Regions from separate parts of the Mus musculus genome. Here all the other regions are linked to region 3. A link is a contact called in public HiChIP or PLAC-seq and promoter capture Hi-C data. All regions are on one chromosome and are shown on one strand. Each heading gives the region's core, a stretch centred on a gene start, on an enhancer-like site or on the middle of the called end of the contact. The rest is flanking DNA. Distances are from core to core; before and after follow the strand shown.

What was found. Promoter capture Hi-C pulls out the DNA fragments that hold promoters and counts their contacts. HiChIP or PLAC-seq counts read pairs in DNA pulled down with a chosen protein or histone mark.
Region 1: a contact with region 3 is called in an H3K27ac HiChIP or PLAC-seq map of embryonic stem cells, with 13 times the contacts expected there. The contact joins the enhancer-like site here to the promoter of Zfp42 in region 3. A contact is called at or near these places in 6 of 39 promoter capture datasets (the 3T3-L1 cell line, cranial neural crest, embryonic stem cells and 2 more), 1 of 484 Hi-C or Micro-C datasets (embryonic stem cells) and 12 of 115 datasets of contacts at active chromatin or transcription factors (embryonic stem cells and stem cell-derived neural progenitor cells).
Region 2: a contact with region 3 is called in a promoter capture Hi-C map of embryonic stem cells, with 4 times the contacts expected there. The contact joins the promoter of Asah1 here to the promoter of Zfp42 in region 3. A contact is called at or near these places in 3 of 39 promoter capture datasets (embryonic stem cells, hippocampal neurons and stem cell-derived epiblast-like cells) and 5 of 115 datasets of contacts at active chromatin or transcription factors (embryonic stem cells and stem cell-derived neural progenitor cells).
Region 4: an H3K27ac HiChIP or PLAC-seq map of embryonic stem cells shows a contact between it and region 3, with 5 times the contacts expected there. The contact joins the enhancer-like site here to the promoter of Zfp42 in region 3. A contact is called at or near these places in 4 of 39 promoter capture datasets (the 3T3-L1 cell line, embryonic stem cells, hippocampal neurons and 1 more), 4 of 484 Hi-C or Micro-C datasets (embryonic stem cells and uterus) and 12 of 115 datasets of contacts at active chromatin or transcription factors (the NIH/3T3 cell line, differentiating embryonic stem cells, embryonic forebrain and 4 more).
Region 5: a contact with region 3 is called in an H3K27ac HiChIP or PLAC-seq map of embryonic stem cells, with 6 times the contacts expected there. The contact joins the promoter of Frg1 here to the promoter of Zfp42 in region 3. A contact is called at or near these places in 5 of 39 promoter capture datasets (cranial neural crest, embryonic stem cells and hippocampal neurons) and 6 of 115 datasets of contacts at active chromatin or transcription factors (embryonic stem cells and stem cell-derived neural progenitor cells).
Region 6: a contact with region 3 is called in an H3K27ac HiChIP or PLAC-seq map of embryonic stem cells, with 7 times the contacts expected there. The contact joins the promoter of Fat1 here to the promoter of Zfp42 in region 3. A contact is called at or near these places in 7 of 39 promoter capture datasets (the 3T3-L1 cell line, cranial neural crest, embryonic stem cells and 4 more), 4 of 484 Hi-C or Micro-C datasets (embryonic stem cells and uterus), 14 of 115 datasets of contacts at active chromatin or transcription factors (the NIH/3T3 cell line, differentiating embryonic stem cells, embryonic forebrain and 5 more) and 1 of 9 other capture datasets (embryonic stem cells).

What each region holds. Positions count from the first base shown.
Region 1 is chr8:44,978,814-44,981,513 of GRCm38.p6, reverse strand. The region is part of intron 1 of Fat1 (FAT atypical cadherin 1); the gene reads right to left. Among named protein-coding and RNA genes, the nearest start is that of Fat1, 30 kb to the right of the region's middle. Within about 2 kb of position 1,268, at least 130 of the 459 cell types and tissues checked have an H3K27ac peak or open chromatin away from gene starts, as enhancers often do. A contact at or near this core is called in embryonic stem cells and stem cell-derived neural progenitor cells, where this site is marked.
Region 2 is chr8:41,373,379-41,376,078 of GRCm38.p6, reverse strand. It overlaps Asah1 (N-acylsphingosine amidohydrolase 1), which reads left to right and starts at 1,382. Exons shown (of 14, transcript NM_019734.3): 1 at 1,382-1,569. The coding sequence starts at 1,495.
Region 3 is chr8:43,305,743-43,308,442 of GRCm38.p6, reverse strand. Zfp42 (zinc finger protein 42) reads left to right here and starts at 1,434. Exons shown (of 4, transcript NM_009556.3): 1 at 1,434-1,602.
Region 4 is chr8:44,919,201-44,921,900 of GRCm38.p6, reverse strand. No RefSeq gene overlaps it. Among named protein-coding and RNA genes, the nearest start is that of Fat1, 30 kb to the left of the region's middle. Within about 2 kb of position 1,335, at least 12 of the 459 cell types and tissues checked have an H3K27ac peak or open chromatin away from gene starts, as enhancers often do. A contact at or near this core is called in embryonic stem cells, where this site is marked.
Region 5 is chr8:41,415,867-41,418,566 of GRCm38.p6, reverse strand. Frg1 (FSHD region gene 1) reads left to right here and starts at 1,449. Exons shown (of 9, transcript NM_013522.3): 1 at 1,449-1,667. The coding sequence starts at 1,606. It overlaps Gm50494 (a long non-coding RNA gene), which reads right to left and starts at 1,441. Exons shown (of 2, transcript XR_003947538.1): 1 at 1,318-1,441; 2 at 832-1,216.
Region 6 is chr8:44,948,788-44,951,487 of GRCm38.p6, reverse strand. Fat1 (FAT atypical cadherin 1) reads right to left here and starts at 1,280. Exons shown (of 26, transcript NM_001081286.2): 1 at 1-1,280. The coding sequence starts at 1,274.

The sequences.
Region 1 (2,700 bases), core at 19-2,518, 1.7 Mb before region 3:
GAGGAGCCGATTAAGGAGGCTCAGGGGATACAGGTGAGTGAATCCCACGAAGACAAAGAAGGAAAAGCCTGCAACGGAAGAGAACTCTGCAGCGCTCCACCACAAACACCACAAAGTTACTATACGTCGTACCACAGCATCTCCCTACGTTGCGCAGACTATACTCACACTAAAATGATATCCTGTATTAATAGTAGGACAGATATCATGAGATAACTGGGAATACAATACTAATGTTAAAATATTAAGCGGGAAGTATCGGATCCTGAGTTCTGAATCATAAGCCAGTTTTAAGTTTATACAAATTTCCGGGTGTGGTGGGGCACGCCTTTAATCCCAGCACTTGGGAGGCAGAGGCAGGTGGATTTCTGAGTTCGAGCCCAGCCTGGTCTACAGAGTGAATTCCAGGACAGCCAGGGCTACACAGAGAAACCCTGTCTCGAAAAACCAAAAATAAAAAAAACAAAAAACAAAAGTGACAAATTAAGAAAAAAACGCTTTGGGAAAGAAATAGATTCCCTGTCAGTCCGAATTCAGTCCTCAGCGGTGACCTATCAGAGATTTGAAAACTACCGCATGCTTTATCTTCCTCGTCAACAGCAGCACCTCATGCTGTTTATTGAATCTTGAGTTTGGCTGGAAATAATGTAGAGCTCACAAGAATGCCACTTGGCCTAATGCATGTGACCAACATGAAGTTCCTACCATGTGCCAGGCGGCCAAGGAACTCAGAAGAGAAAGACGGGGTCTCGGGGAGGAAATAATTAAGTGAAAATTCATTCGCCAGACCAGCAGGGTCAAGAAGTGTTTAAGAAGGAGAACGCTGAATTTTACCATCTTAGTAGATCACAGCTCTCTCCCATGATCTTACACAATAATCACGGCCTAGCTCCATCTTGAGGCACTGGGGGGTTAGAACTGTGGGCAGACATTAATTAGTTCCTCCACTTGACATTTTCTAACTTGTGCCAAAGAAGTATCTCTACTGATATGAATTAAAGCACTGTTTCACTAAGGGTTAACTGAAGGCCTTATCAACACACTGAAGAAATCTCAAGAATGTAAAAGGTGAGGGCAACGTACAGGTTTCCCTAAGCCGACTAACGACCGCTTAGAGCGTGTGTATGAAAAAGTTATGTTTCAGTATGAAGACAAAGCCCCATTCAGGGAGTGAAATGTCAGTTGAAACAGGCGGGCCTGTGCCAGCCTCCCAGGCTCCTTGCTAAAGAAGGAATGGAATGAGCTCGGGCCTGCCCCTCTCCAGACCGCCCAGCTCACTGCACACACAGAGCTCCTGCCAAGACGGCCAGTTGTCTCCCAGTCCTAGAGTGCACAAGCTGGAAGAGAGCAGAAGGGAGCAGGCCTCCCCTTCCCTGAGCCCGCTCGGGCTCCTACAAAACAGAATTTAAATGCAGAAAAGGACCGGCAACTGATTCTCTAAAAATAAAATCTAAGATCCATACGCAATTCAGCTGTGCAAAAAAGTAAGGCGTGTTCCACGAGAACGGAGTGCCAACCGAACAAATAAAAATTCCACTTGCTTTGGACACTTGTGCTAATGGGGCTGGGTCAGCTCCCACCGCCTTCTTTCTTTTATGGCTAGAACTTTTGACCAGATGTGTGGCAGGGATTTTTTCTTTTAACTTTAATAAAGCAATTTCTCAATTTAAAAAAACTCAAAGTTACTTACATATTGAAAAGAAAGAATGTACAGGAACTATCCAAAATACTCATTTTTGCTGTTAAATCCCAAAATTTATCAGAATTCAAACACTTCTGGGTGAATCTAAGCAAGTCATGGACTGCTTCAGAAACACTGCTTGGTTACTTAGTAGATAGAAACCCTGACCACCACGTTTTATGCTAGCAAACATCTCAGATTACTTCAGCTATCTCCAATGATCTCAATTCACTGCAAGGTTTGATTACACAGACCCGGGAGCCTTTGTTCAAACAGAGGTCACCGGTAGGGGTCCTGCATAGGTTTTCTGATCTCCCAGTTTTCTTAGGTAAATGAAATTATTTACATAACTGAGGAGTTCTAATTTGATATTTTAATGACAAAAGATAGCGTGCAAATGGGTGCTAAGAGAAGTAATCAAGGTTAGGGAATCTAGGCAGGCAGCATACAAACAAACCACCCTACCAAGATTTCCCAACCTTGGTGGTGGCGGGTTATCTGGAGGACGCTATTTTAAGCAGATAGGAAACAATCAAGGCTCTTGAAAACAGTGAGCTCAGTTCGAAGACTAAGAAAAGCTGTTGCTGATTCATCAGTTCAGAGACCAAAAAACTACAACTCTTAAGACATGGAAAGACGAAGTTAAGAACAGACTGGTAGGGCCGGGAAGGTAGCTCAATTGATAAGGCGCTTGGTAGGTGAGTATGAGGACCTGGGTTCAGATCAACAATAACTACATTAAAAACCATGCAGAAGTCTATGCCTATAAATCCCAGGGCTGGGGAGGCAGAGACAGAAGGGTCTTGGGGCTTGCTGACCAGGTAGTGCTACCCATTCTGTGAGTTCCAGGCTCAGTGAGAGGCCCTGACTTAATCACAAATCCTCAAACCATTACTCGGGAGATTACTATATGACTATTTCAAAAATGAAGAATAAAATAATTCCAGCACTACCCAGACCGGCCTCAAGCTCAAGCACGCCTGGAATCAACCTTGCGAGTGAGTCATGGACTACAGACA
Region 2 (2,700 bases), core at 133-2,632, 1.9 Mb after region 3:
AATCTTGCTATCTTGTCTAGGCAGGTTTGAAACGCCAGAGTCAGTGACTGAAGACAGCTTTCTGCCTCAGGTTGCTGTCTAAAACAGTCCTCAGTGTCCCCCTTCAAAAAGTAAGTATTTTCCAATCTTGCTTACCTAAGTAAGATTTCTTTTTTTGTTTGTTTGTTTTTTTTTGTTTTGTTTTGTTGTTGTTGTTGTTGTTTTTTTTTTTTTTTTGAGACAGGGTTTCTCTGTATAGTCTTGGCTGTCCTGGAACTCAATTTGTAGACCAGGCTGGCCTTGAACTCAGAAATCCGCCTGTCTCTGCCTCCCAAGTGCTGAGATTAAAGGCACGCGCCACCACCGCCCGGCCCTCTAAGTGTTTCTTAATCCTGTGTTGTGTATCAACATCTAAACTTCCTCAAAAACAAACAAACAAAAAACAAACAAACAAAAGCCAACTTATTTATCATTTGCCTCCAAATTTAGGTGTTTTTTACACCAAAAAGGAAAAATACTCGGATCCCCAGCACAGGAGTCGGGGGTGAGAATTAAAATAGGATTTTAATGGTCCTGAGTGAGTTTTATAGAAGCATTTTTTTAAAAGCCTCCAAACTTCTTGAGATGCCTGTCGTCGAAGCAGAAAATGTAAATCTAGAGGCATTTTTTTCCTGTTGGATTCTAGATAACTCATCCTATTATGGAGAGCCTTGTCCAAGGTAAAAGCCAAGCAAGTATTTCACTTTTATCTGCTTTTCAAAGTAGACTATGAAGTACCAAGTACCTGTCCTAGGTTTAGGTCCGCTGGACCAACTGGCTTCTCACGAGCTAAAGGAAAACAGGAGTTGAGTAACGCGGCGACAAATACATCGATGAAGGTCCCACCCCTTCAACCTCTCCAACCCCGGACATAACAGCAAGAAACTAAAATCTAAATCCTAGGATTTAGCAGTGCCTTAAGTACCTAGAGTACCCGAGAGATGAAACTTCTGACCCTGACACTTGTCCTCTCTGGTTGTGATCCCTCGGGCAGGATGGATGGATTGAGTGACTCACTTGGAGCCAGCCTTCCCCAGAAGGCAAACTAGGTCTGACGCTATGCTCTGAAACTCTGTCCCTTTGGTGGGCTCAGGAACCGCGACGCCTAGGAGCCAACCTCTCCCGAGTCAGTCGGCGTCCGCCCTCAGAAATCCTCCAGCACCAGCGTCTTGCCCCGGCCCCCGCGCTCCAAACGAGTGAAGGCCAGAGGAAAACTGGAAGTCCCGCCCCGGGGTGCGGCTAAGGCTGGACGAAACCACTGCGTGGCGTGCTGGGGGCGCAGCCCCTCTCGGCCCTGTGCGCGGACTCCGCTCTAGGGACTCGGCCCGGCGCCTCTATCTCTGGCGTGTCCCCTGCCGTGCATGGTGTGGCCCAGGGTCGCTGATCACGCGTTGGGGTGCGGCCTGCTGCTGGTGGAGGTGGTCCCTGCTGCAGCTGCTGCTAGAGTCCCTCGGAGCGGCGCTTGCAGCTGGGAAGATGCGGGGCCAAAGTCTTCTCACCTGGGTCCTAGCCGCGGCAGTCACCTGCGCCCAGGCACAGGATGTGCCGCCGGTGGGTGAGCTCCAGCCGAGGCACAGATGGGGGTGCAGGCGCGGGCTCAGGGGGAGGTGGGCGCAGCTGTGGCGGGGCGGGTGAGGGACACCTGCTCGCGGTCTGTATCTTCCGTGAGGCGTCGGGGGAACTCTGGTTCGGTCCCGCGGAGTATGGGTGCAAATGTGGCTTGTGAACCCCGGGCTAAGTGGCTTTGCTGCTGTATGGACCGAGTACACATTTTAGGGAAGTTCTAACTTTCAAGAACAACTGTGTAGGATTCACGCATTCTCCAATCTTATATTTGAGATTACCAGCTACTGTAGGCGGAACTCTCCAGAGAAAAAGCTAACGATTGACTGGTGGCCGTAGTATTTTCTGCCTGGTTACCTAGTGCTTTTTCCTGAAGAAACCATCGCAGGAAGCTATGGGTCACATGCAGTCTTAGCCCAGATGATGGGAACCCACCCCCACCCCGCCCCCCTAAGAAGGCTGTACTGGCTGTGGCCTTCACGCCCAGGCATGGAATGTCTGTCTGTACCGTGGTGCTGCTCGACCAAGTCACAATGCCACAGACTTTATATATCCGCAAGAGACTGTGAGGAACTAACATGATTCTTGTATTTACTAGAAGAGGAAGTATAGCCCTGGAGTGAAAAATGTAGCCAGAGGTCACATCGTTGTTCCCAGAAACATTTCTAAGTTCAGCCTCTAGGTCAAAGCCCGACAGCGACATTTCATAGATCGATTCTATAAAGGCTATAGAATTGAAGACTGTTTTGTTGCCAGATTTGATAACTAGGAACCTGGATGCACCTTACCTGTGCCAGATGACAAGAATTTTGAAAAGAGGCAAGACATTGGAAATGGGAGCAGCAGGAGTTCTTTTAATTTTATTCCTAGAAGGAGAAATGCTTTTTTGAATTTGAGAGAGAGAGAGAGAGAGAGAAAATTAGCCAGCCACTAGAATAGATACTTAGTAGATAAAAGTAGAATGCACATCAGGGCAGAGGGTGGCACACGCCTTTAAATCCCAGCACTTGGGAGATAGAGGTAGGCGAATGTTCTAGGACAACAATGGACACAGAGAAACCTTGTCTGAAAAACACCACACAACACAAAGTAGAATGCAGAATGGTATACAGAGTAATT
Region 3 (2,700 bases), core at 185-2,684:
CACTTTAATCCAGTTTGTCCAGTGTTTTACAGCCCAGGCTAAGGCTCTGATAACAAAAGGGTGTGGCTCAGATTCTGAGTACCTAATGCAAAAGAAAGGCCTTCTGCTTTCTCCTTGAAACCTAAGCATAACCTAAAAGGGAGGAAACTGAAACAGGGCCTCACTTTGTAACCAGGGGGGTTCTCTCTCTCTCTCTCCTCTCTCTCTCTCTCTCTCTCTCTCTCTCTCTCTCTCTCTCTCTCTCTCTCTCTCTCTCTCTGTCATACACACACACACACACACACACACACACACACACACACACACTCACATCCACACACACTCACATGCAAAGGCAGTCAGAGAACTTGTTGAGAATTTGCCAATGTGTTTTGTTTGTTTTTTGTTTTTTGTTTTTTGTTTTGTTTTGTTTTGTTTTGTTTTCAAGACAGGTTTCTCTGTTTAGCCCTGGCTGTTCTGGAACTCACTTTGTAGATCAGGCTGGCCTCGAACTCAGAAATCCGCCTGCCTCTGCCTCCCGAGTGGACCACGCCGGCTGCCAATGCATTTTTTAAAACGCCTAAATGAAGTGTTCTGGAAACCTGGAGTAAAGCAGTTCCTTGTTCTGTCTTCAGCCACAAACTCACTTCCGGGGATGACAGGAGGTTTATCCTACTTCCATTCAGAGGAATGAGAGACACTTCATAAATAGTCAAAATTTCATCAGTCAAAAATTTTTTTCGATCTCACAACTGAATTTTATTCAAAAGAAGAAAAAAAAAACCTAGAATAAATGACCGATTCCTCCCTGATAAGTAAATTACAGAAAAGCTCAGGTTAAATGTAAGAGGATCTTAAATATTGATTTGGTTTTTGTCTTAATGGTGCCCGGCGTATTTATACGAACCATTAAATTTCACTAGACCGTTTGTAGTCAGTGGTGAACGCTGCATGACCCACGCTCTCAAAGTGAGTTGTGTTGCTTTGCGGGAATCCAGCAGTCACATTAATGCTGGAAAAAGTTCAGGCAACTAGTGTACTTTGTAGCGGGGTCCGGGAGAGGCTGGGGTCTAGAGTGGCGATGGGACGAAAGTGTAAAGAAAGTTTTCGGTGTGTGTGTGTGTGTGTGTGTGTGTGTGTGTGTGTGTGTGTAGGTAGGTAGGTAGAAACTGCATCCTCTGCTTGTGTAAATTCGGTTACAAGTCTGTAACAGAGGTACTGAGATGTGACTGAGTCTCAAGGCCAGGCGATCGGGATTCTGAAGAGGCATTTGCATAACTGAGCAAGAGTCTTTGCCCCACCCTTCCACGCCGACCCAAGACAAGGGGACAGCTCTGGGTGGGTCACCTGAAGGGCCAGGGGCCCGCCCACATCCCCGCCCACACCCACCTTGAGCGCTTCTCATTGGGCATTCCAGCCTACCCAGCTCGGAGTTAGTTACTCCGTAAGTGTGGCCGGAACAGAGTTCGTCCATCTAAAAAGGGAGGGGTCCAAGGAGCTGAACTCCTAGCCGCCTAGATTTCCACTGTGGCTCTGGGTACGAGTGGCAGTTTCTTCTTGGGATTTCAGAAAGGAAACCAAGGAGGAAATAGGTAGAGCGCATCGCATCGCTGTGGGCATTAGGTAAGTCCTGTTTCATGAAATGGCTGGGATTTGTCTTTTTTCTCGTTATGAGGAAAGGGAGGAGGGAAGGGTTTGAAAACCAGCAATTTAGAGTTTTGACTCTTCCAAATTGGTGAAGATCTTGGCAAATAAATGCTGGCTTTCAGACTGCATCGATCACCAGCTACCTTGGTCCATTGGCCATCACGTTTTCAAACATATTAAGGAGCACAGTAGATGCACATTGAGGAAAGTGGGAATTCAGGTTGGAATCTCCTTGAAATTCTGTTTCAAATTTTGTTCCAAGTGTTCGTGTGCTTTTATCTTATCTCAATTCCCTAGATCTATTTTATATGAAAATGTTTAAATTAGCGAGGTAACAGGGCACCTACCTTTTCTCTCCACTTACCTCTATAAAATTCAATAGATTATTCTAGAAAAAGAAAATCGAAGAGCATTTTTTTGGCTTTGTTTTGTTTTTGTTTTTGTTTGTTTGTTTGTTTGTTTGTTTTTCGAGAAAGGGTATCTTTGTATACCCCTGGCTGTCCTGGAACTCACTCTGTAGACCAGGCTGGCTTTGAACTCAGAAATCCGCCTGCCTCTGCTTCCCAAGTGCTGGGATTAAAGGTGTGCGCCACCACCGCCCGGCTAGAACAGCTTTTTTTTAAATTACTGATTTTCTTTACTTAATTTTCCAGTTTCCTCACTCCATTTTCCAATCAAGCATCCAGCCGGAAAGAACTTCCTCTTGCTTCCTACAGTCTGCATTCCAACCTTCAGATTGCTTGGTTCTCAAATTGCCTGAGGAGTTCCCTGTTCACTGTTGTCCTTTAGTAGTAGATCCAGAATAGTGGTTTAACTTAACACCCTATAATGGTTTCCTTTGGTGTTGAACTGCAACGCAAATGGCTTTCCGTAGAATTCCCAGGCTCCTTTGCACTTGGACCCTGGCCGCCATACTACCGACCAACTTTTCTAAGAATTACGACTTAACACCGAGTGGTGGCGCCGGCGGCCTCACTTGGCCTGTAATCTCAGCACTCCGGGAGGCAGAGGCAGGAGGATCCCTTTGAGTTGGAGGACAGCCAAGTCCAGAAAGCAACTTCCAGGACGGCCAGG
Region 4 (2,700 bases), core at 86-2,585, 1.6 Mb before region 3:
GCATTGTGAAAATAAGTCTCTATGTACCCAGGAGAAACTCAGGCCACATCTATAAGGAAGCACACACATGTGCAGCAACAGGAAAGCGTGCCCATTAAAGCATAGACACACCGTGGACTTCTCTACCATGTAGGTACCATGCTGCCTGTAACAGTACGATAGGTCCTTAGAAACATAGAATGGGGTAAGAAATGGCGAAGAACTTGCTCGGAACTAGAACACTAACCAATCTGTAGTTGAGGTGGGGGTGTATATGAAGTAGGACATTTGTTTTTAAAAAGAATGGCGGTGACTCGGGAAGACACTGGTGCATGAAATGAAGACTCATCTCGGTGCATTGGTTTAATATGCCTTTGACAGGAATGTGAAGAAATGGAAGGTAGCCAGAGTGCATATAACCTCTCACCCAGAAATGGAAAGGAAAGTACTCTGTGCATGTGCTGAAGAAACAAGAGCTGTTGCTGTAGGTCGTAGAGAAATGGGCCGGAGGAAGTAGGGCTGCTAAGGAAAAGCTTTCCTAGAAACTTAAACTCAGGAGAGGCACGCTTTGAGTGAAGACAAATTCCTGTCATGGAGAAGGTAAGGCGATGAGGTTACTCTTGGGAAGAGAGACTCTAAAATGCAGAAAGTACAGCTTGGCTTCCTCCTGAGCCATTCAGCTCATGTCCAGATAGATGGTTGTAAACTCAGACACTGCCCTTGTGTCTTGTGGCTTTAAGCAAGTGCACATGGAGATGGGGGAATTTAATTATTATTTTTTTTTTATTCTATGTGCCTAGGTCTTTAGTACAAAATGGCAAAGCCCAGAGAGGCATGCATGTTTTCTGATTGGTTGAAGGGACTTTGCCCTATTTGCAATGTGCCATCTGTTTCCAGTTGAGACCCCAACAGATAGATGCAGTACTATTAATTATTTCTCAAACCAGCTGTTTGCAAGTGGGGGAGTGGTTTCCTGGGCAGTTTTAGCCACCTGCTATTTGGCTTGTAAACAAAGGTGTTTCTACAGAACAGCGTTTTCTAATTGATTCTTAAGTCTGATCTCAGACGAGCAGAGTCAGCACTTTCTAAGACTGTGTTAGAAGCACAAATGCTCCAGCCTCACCAAAGAGAATTGGATCCAAAACTTCAGGGGCAAGGGTCAGCAGTCTGTTTTAATAAGCTCTTCCGGTGATCCTGAGCAATGCGGAAGCATAAAAGCCACCATTGAAAGGGACTCTCAGGGGACAATGCGCCATCTTGATTATTGTACCTGCTGAGTCTCAAGCACACCCTGGAGGGAGGGGCTCAAAGTAAAAAGGAAGAGTCCCAGCCTACCTACCGCCTTGAGACGGCAGTGACTCAGCACTCAAGGTCATGACCAGTTTAAAGTAATGTCACAGGAAAGAAACAGACTCCTGTCTTCATCATCCATCTGATTTCACCATGGAAACCAAACAACAAGGAAGTTACATTGGAACAGGCCAGTCTCTTGAGATTAGAACACAAGGTATGAGTAGAGAGGGGATGGAAGATAATTTCTGGTGACCTCTTGATCCACTTTCTTTCCTTTCTTTTAAATTTCTTTTCTTTTTGTTTATTTGTTTGTTTAGAAACAGGGTTTCTCTGTGTCACCTTGGCTGTCCTGGAACTCACTCTGTAGACCAGGCTGGCCTCAAACTCACAGAGATCTGCCTGCCTCTGCTTCCTGAGCGCTGGCACTAAAGGTGTGTGCCACCACCACTACCACCAGGCTGTTGTTCCGGTCTCTAGTATCATGATGAAAATTAGAAATAGCACCATCTGAGTCAGATAACAGGTTGATGGGTTTCATCAATATAGTGGACACATTAAGTCTAGGAGTTAAGCTAAAAGACTAGAGGAAACAAGATTTTTCCTTTGCACAAATTTAGGTTGGGATGTGTGTTATTGGATTGCTATACCACTATGTTAAGTGACTCTAGGCTATGTCAACTCTATCCTAAGTAGGTTACTTTTACTGGAGATTAATGAACTGAGGGATCCCATTGAAGAGAGCTGTGTTAATGAGATCACCGCGTAACTCCGAAGCCCATGCCCTCTAAAAGTCGCTAATGAAGCAGGGTGGGAAGAAAGGAAAAAAAGCAATGAAAGTGAGTTCATCTTGTGATAATTGATCCAGTTACAGCGACACACACACAAATGCTATAGAATAGAGTTCAAGTTCAAGGGGAGCTTGCTGGCTCATTAAGAAGACAGGCACTCACCGTGTTAACTCTGTGCATTAGTTATTGCCCAAAGTGTGAAACAGGGACGATAAGAAGGAGGCTGCTTTTTATCTTGCAATAGGATTTACCACTCGAAGGGGTGCTTCGTGGGCTCGCCGTTACTTCATGGGCTCACGGCTACTTCTGCCTTTCAGGTCTTGGCAGACAAGTGACAAGCCAAGAGTGTCAACATCCTATGCGTGAAAATAGTCTTGTCATTGCTACATCATTTCTAGCATAATACTTTAGAATTGCTTCCACTGCCTATGGTCATCTCCCAGGAATCTGGGCATTTTTGTGGATCAGGTTGTCATGTGTATTCCCTGAATATAGCATCTATGTAGATAACCTGTCAAGACCTTATGCATGTATAAGTTTAATAAAAGTTACTGTGTGTGCACTTTAAACATGATTTCACATTTTTCTTTTTTCTTTTTTTTTTTAAATGTTCTTAGTCCTGCCCATTAAAGACTCTCTG
Region 5 (2,700 bases), core at 200-2,699, 1.9 Mb after region 3:
GCTGAGTTACAAATAACAGACCCTGTATTTATTTGCTGGATAGGGAGAAGTACTTGCAAAAGTGTTTCCTGTATGAGGTTGTGGGCAGTTTCTGTGCAAGGTTGGAGTTCAGGCAGTATCTTTGTGATAGTTTTGTCAAAAATATCTTCTATTTGCTAGATGTAATCGCCATCTCAGAGGCTTGCTGCTGAATAAACTCACCCTTTCCACTCCTTTCTAAATTCTGGCTGGCTGATTCAGCTAATCTATTCTGGCTTCAACTCCTCTCCAAGCTGACTGATTTTCATCTGGCTTCTCTCCGTGTCTCCTGAGTTGCTCTGCTTGCCCTCAAACTAACTCTGGTAATCTATTCTAATCTTCTGGCTTCTCATTCTCTGGCTTTAACTGCCTCTGCTGACCTTCACTGAACTGCAGGAGCTCATGAAGGAACTCACTCAACTCCACTGTACTGTACTCGCCACTCTGACTCCCCACTGACTGACAAGCGCTAAAGACTGAACTTGCCCCTGACCTGAATAGCTTCTCTCTCTTGTGCCACTCAGATGAGCGTTGAGCATATTCTGTCAAATCTCCCTCTGATTCACCACTTTGTTTGCCCCTCAATTAGACATCGTTGTTTAGGATTAAAGGTGTGTACTAAGTGTGTGTCTGGATTCCAGCCAGATCACACAGACCTAGAATATCTTTGCACGTCATCCCTTGCCAGAGCTGCCATCAATCATTCCTTCAAAAGTGTTTTATATTTGTCAAGTGTTGACAAAGCCATTCCATTTTTTGATTCTAACAGCATTCATGTTTCTTTCACAAAAACCAAAGATCACACAGAAGCTGTATCAGCGGTGCATTGTTTGTAATGGAAGGGAGTTATAACATTGCGGGGAAGATTGGAGGAGGCAAAAGGAATACGCACTTGGCTGGATCAAGACTACAGGGAAAGACAGTATTCGGTGTGGAGACCAAAGTCTCTTCAGCACTTGCGATAGAAACCAGTAGTTAGCAACTATACATTGTATCATTCCTCAATTGTTTCTTGTGTGTTACTCATACACAATACACGAGTAAAACATGTACAACACAACTAACAACTCTGGAGCCAGAGTCGTTGATAAAGTTGCCCGAAGCCAAGGCTGTGACCCACGCCTCCACAGAACACACATCTCGGTTTCTCTGTGCAGGCCCAGTCTGGCGGGTTGCCGGGTACTTGGTGCGATGTCCGCTGCAAAGAGAGTGGGCAGATAGATTTGATCCTTTCAACATCTGGCTCATCCAATCCAGGTATGGTCTTTACAACCTCGGCAGCAGGAAACTGTTGGATACCTTCGCTTCCACCAGGGGGCGTCTCTATAAGTTTTGCCTGGTTTGGGGGGGAAAAAAAACCGCGAACATCCGGGACTTCGCCGCAGGAACGCTGACGTGATTGGACCCTCCACGGCCGCCGTAGTGCATCGGAAGCAGTAAACAGGAAGCCGGAGAATCGTAGCCTTGGGTTGAAGAAGACCGAGAGTTCCTCGGGGACTCGCTCAGCTCCGGCCGTTAGAGCCACTTCCTCCTCCTCCCAGTCCTACGGAAGCTCTGCCAGAGGCTGCCACTTCAGCGAGCCGGGCCATGGCCGAATATTCCTATGTAAAGTCCACCAAACTCGTGCTCAAGGGCACTAAAGCCAAGAGGTGAGGCGGCGCTCGGGAGGGAGGCGCGGTTCTCAGTGCATCCATCCCCGGGGCTCAAGGGACGGGGTAGCCAAGCCACCCAGGACACTCAGACCTGCGTGGACAGCCTCCCCGACACTTCTTAGCTGACGCTGCGTGGCCGGGGATCCCCCGAAACGGAGAGACCAGGAGTCCTACTTTTGCCCCCCCCCCCAGGCCTCCCCCTGCCTGCCTTGATAACTTGCTTTAAGGAAAGTTTTTTTTTCCACCGGTCTTTCCTGCAAATGGAAAAAGCAAGCGGACAAACAAAAACGCCCTGATTCTCTGCAGTGTAATATGTAGGGGGCAGGCAAAGCTGCATCATAGTGTGAGTCGGGACCTTGAATTCGCACCGGTGATGGGTTGATGGTTCGTTTGCTGATTTATTAGACGCTGGTTCTTGTTCCTCGAGACTATAAAAAAGAGTTATGAGAACTGAATGAGACAGCCAACTCAGAATATAACAGCCAAGTGGAGGCATGTGGGTGTGATTTATAGTTAGCCCTATAGAGAAAGATATCTTGCCCGATCCTATTTCCGTCCTCTTGAAGGATCTAGCCAAAGTTGAACACTTTATTTCCTGTATCACCGCTGAAGCAGTTTCAACAGGTACTTGTCAGCGAGCTTCGTGCTGAATGAGCTCGGAGCTTTATCCTGACCGAATCTGAAACTGTTTAAAATTTAGAATTTGCTTCTGAAGATGTTGTCGATAAAATACAAAGAAGTTAAGACAGCAGTTATTAAAACCTATGTAGTGCTTTCCATGTTTCCATGATTGGTTCTTTGTTTTTTTGAGACAAGGTTTCTCTGTGTAGTCCTGGAACTTAACTCTGTAGACTAGGATAGCCATGAACTCAGACACTCACCTGCCTCACCTCCCCCACCCCACCAACCCCCAAGTGCTGGGATTAAAGGCTTGGGCTGCAACCACAGCAAGGCTCAGAATTTGTTGTAAGCACTCTGAATAATCACTTTTCCCCTAAGATCTCTCCTCGTGTTTCCATTTATGGAGCTG
Region 6 (2,700 bases), core at 31-2,530, 1.6 Mb before region 3:
TCTAAAATGGAAATGAGACCCGTGTTGTGATTCAAACCGAATTTAGGTTTTCCAGGAGCGCTTTTAAAAACATACCTCAAATGGGAATAACTAGGAATGGCTTTGACCAGGACCACGGGTGTATGTGGAGGGGCAAACTCACTGATCTCGGCTCTGTAAACATCCATTTCAAACTTGACAGGGCCAGCTCTGAACTGTGGAGAAATGATGTGAACAACTTTCACGGGGGAAAACTGGGGAGGAGTCCCTTTGTCTTTAGCCTGCAATGTCAGGTTGTAGCCGTAAGGATGGCTGTCCCAGTCGACGGCCCCGACGGCTTTCACTTTGAATGCTTTACTCCCTGGGAAAGACCTCACTGTTTTAAACTGCTGAAGGAGGTCGCCAGCCACGATGCTCAAAGACGCTATCTCCCCGTTGGCACCCTGATCACAGTCCTCCACGGTGATGATGGCGTAGGTTGGGTCCTTGTCCAGCTCAGAGGGCGACAACGTCACCGCGGTTATGATGGGCGCGCACTCGTTGGCCTGCTCCACGTGAACTGTCAGCTTGGCCAGGCTGCTGACCCCACTGCTACCGTACAGCTTCATCCCCCGGTCCGCAGCCAGAATCTCCAGCTCATAGAGCTGGGTCTCTAGGAAATCAAGCCTGCCAGTCAAAACAACGACGCCGCTGGTCGGGTGGATAGCAAACACGTCAGTTCTGTCTTTAAAACTGTAGTAAAATTCGCCATTGGTCCCAATGTCCGCATCCGTGGCACTGACTCTTGCGATGCTGGTCCTTATGGCTGTGTTTTCCGGCAAAGAGACGCTGTAGGAGGTGGGGGAGAATAAGGGCCTTAAGTCGTTTGTATCCAGCACTTGTACCCGAACCTTCGCTCGGGCCTCAGCATCGGTGGCTTTCTCCACTGCCTTGACGATCAGCGTGTAATGGTCTCTCACTTCTCTGTTCAGGATGGCGGTATTCCCTCCTTTGGTTCTTATCCTTAGAAAGCAGAAGTCTCCGAGAACATACTCTTCCGCTTTGAACAGGTTTTCGCTGTCTCCTGAGACGATTTTGTACCTTATCTCCCACGAGGGGTCTAAGATGTAGATGCCCATCTTTCTGGGGTGGCCAACATAGGTCTTCGCTGCCGAGTTCTCGTGCACAGTGACATTGTACTGGAAGTGTGTAAACTGGATAGGAGGGGTGGGTTCAAGTCTTTGGCTGCCATCACTGTCTCCAAACTGCTGGAGGAAGAGGAGCAGAAGCAGAAGCAAGGTCAAGTGTCTCCCCATTTTTTAACTCCTGGCCACCTGTAATAGAAGAAGAAGAAAAAAAAGAGTGTCACTTGCTGGAGGGGAAAGAATAAATTGTAAATATAAGCCTTATGCATCAAGCATTCCCCACCCACACTGACTATGAGTAAGCACTTCCCAACACCAACATCAACACTCTAACAACTCTAGAAGAATGTCTGACAGCTATCTTTCTTTTGTTATTGTTTTCATGCGCATCAGCATCAGTGTACGCCTGGGAACAGGTCCTCTGCAAGAGCAACTCTCTTCTTAACCGTTGAGCCATCTCTCCAACCCTGAATTTGATTGTTAAACTTACGTCTTCAGGCCAAACACAGACATCAGTTTTTGAAAAAAGCAGACAAGGAATGCCTCCTCTCACACACCAAGAACTACATCCTCAAAATCATATAAACTTAATTTTCTGGCAGGAAAAATTCTTTTGAGACATAATTTCACGTAACCCAGGCCAGCCTCAAGCTCACTATGTAGTCAAGGATGGACTTGAACCCCTAGCCCTCTTGCCTCAGTCTCCCATTGCATGTTTCACCAAGCCTTGGAAGCTTATAACCTTGTGCTAACACAGGATTGGAAACATGCAGGGTCGCTCAGAAAAAGTCCTAAACGGTGCTCTCACAGGACCATATGTAATGATAGCTTGTAATCTGATCTCACAAATTTATCCTGGAATTATTTCTTCATAAAAATAATTAAGTTCACTCCCTACAGCACTCCCTCATTGTCTCACTTAGTACTGCAAAGCTATTTAAAGGAATTACAGTAACCATTACCGTCAAATCTGCAGTGAAGTAATTTCTAAACACCAACCTGAGCATACAGTCAAAGGTCATTTTATAACAGGAAAACCTGAATTCAGGAGCTTGACAGGCAACAGCTCTGACTACGGCAGAGAAGCAAATCTCTGAGCACTGACATTTTACCATCAGGGTTGTCAATGACCCCTTGTTCGAGGGCCTGGTATCTTCAAAACCCCTCACAACCTGTCCCAAGGGCGTCCCCAGTGAAAGGAGCTACACACGCACAGAAGCTGAAACATCAACGCATCAAGGCAAAGTAGGAAGGATGCAGAGCTGCGGGAAGGGCAGAGAGTCACTGAGGAGCAAAAGAGGGAGCACGAACAAAGGGCAGCCTTTAAACAAGTGGGAAGGTAGGTCAGGTCCACGGGGCTGAGATCGGGCCAGAGAACAGGGCTCTGTTCCCACCAGCTGTTCTTCATCACCCCAGCAAATTCATCCCTGGGGGAGGTGGAAAAAAAATTCAGTGTGCTTCCCCACCCCCCAGTGCTGACAGCACAGTGCAGAAGCTCGCCCTTTGCGGAGTAGCCCTCCGATGAATATGCACAAAACTGTAAGAGACCAGCAAGGGCGAACGAAACAGCAGACCGGAGGGCTGGCTTGACAGCCCA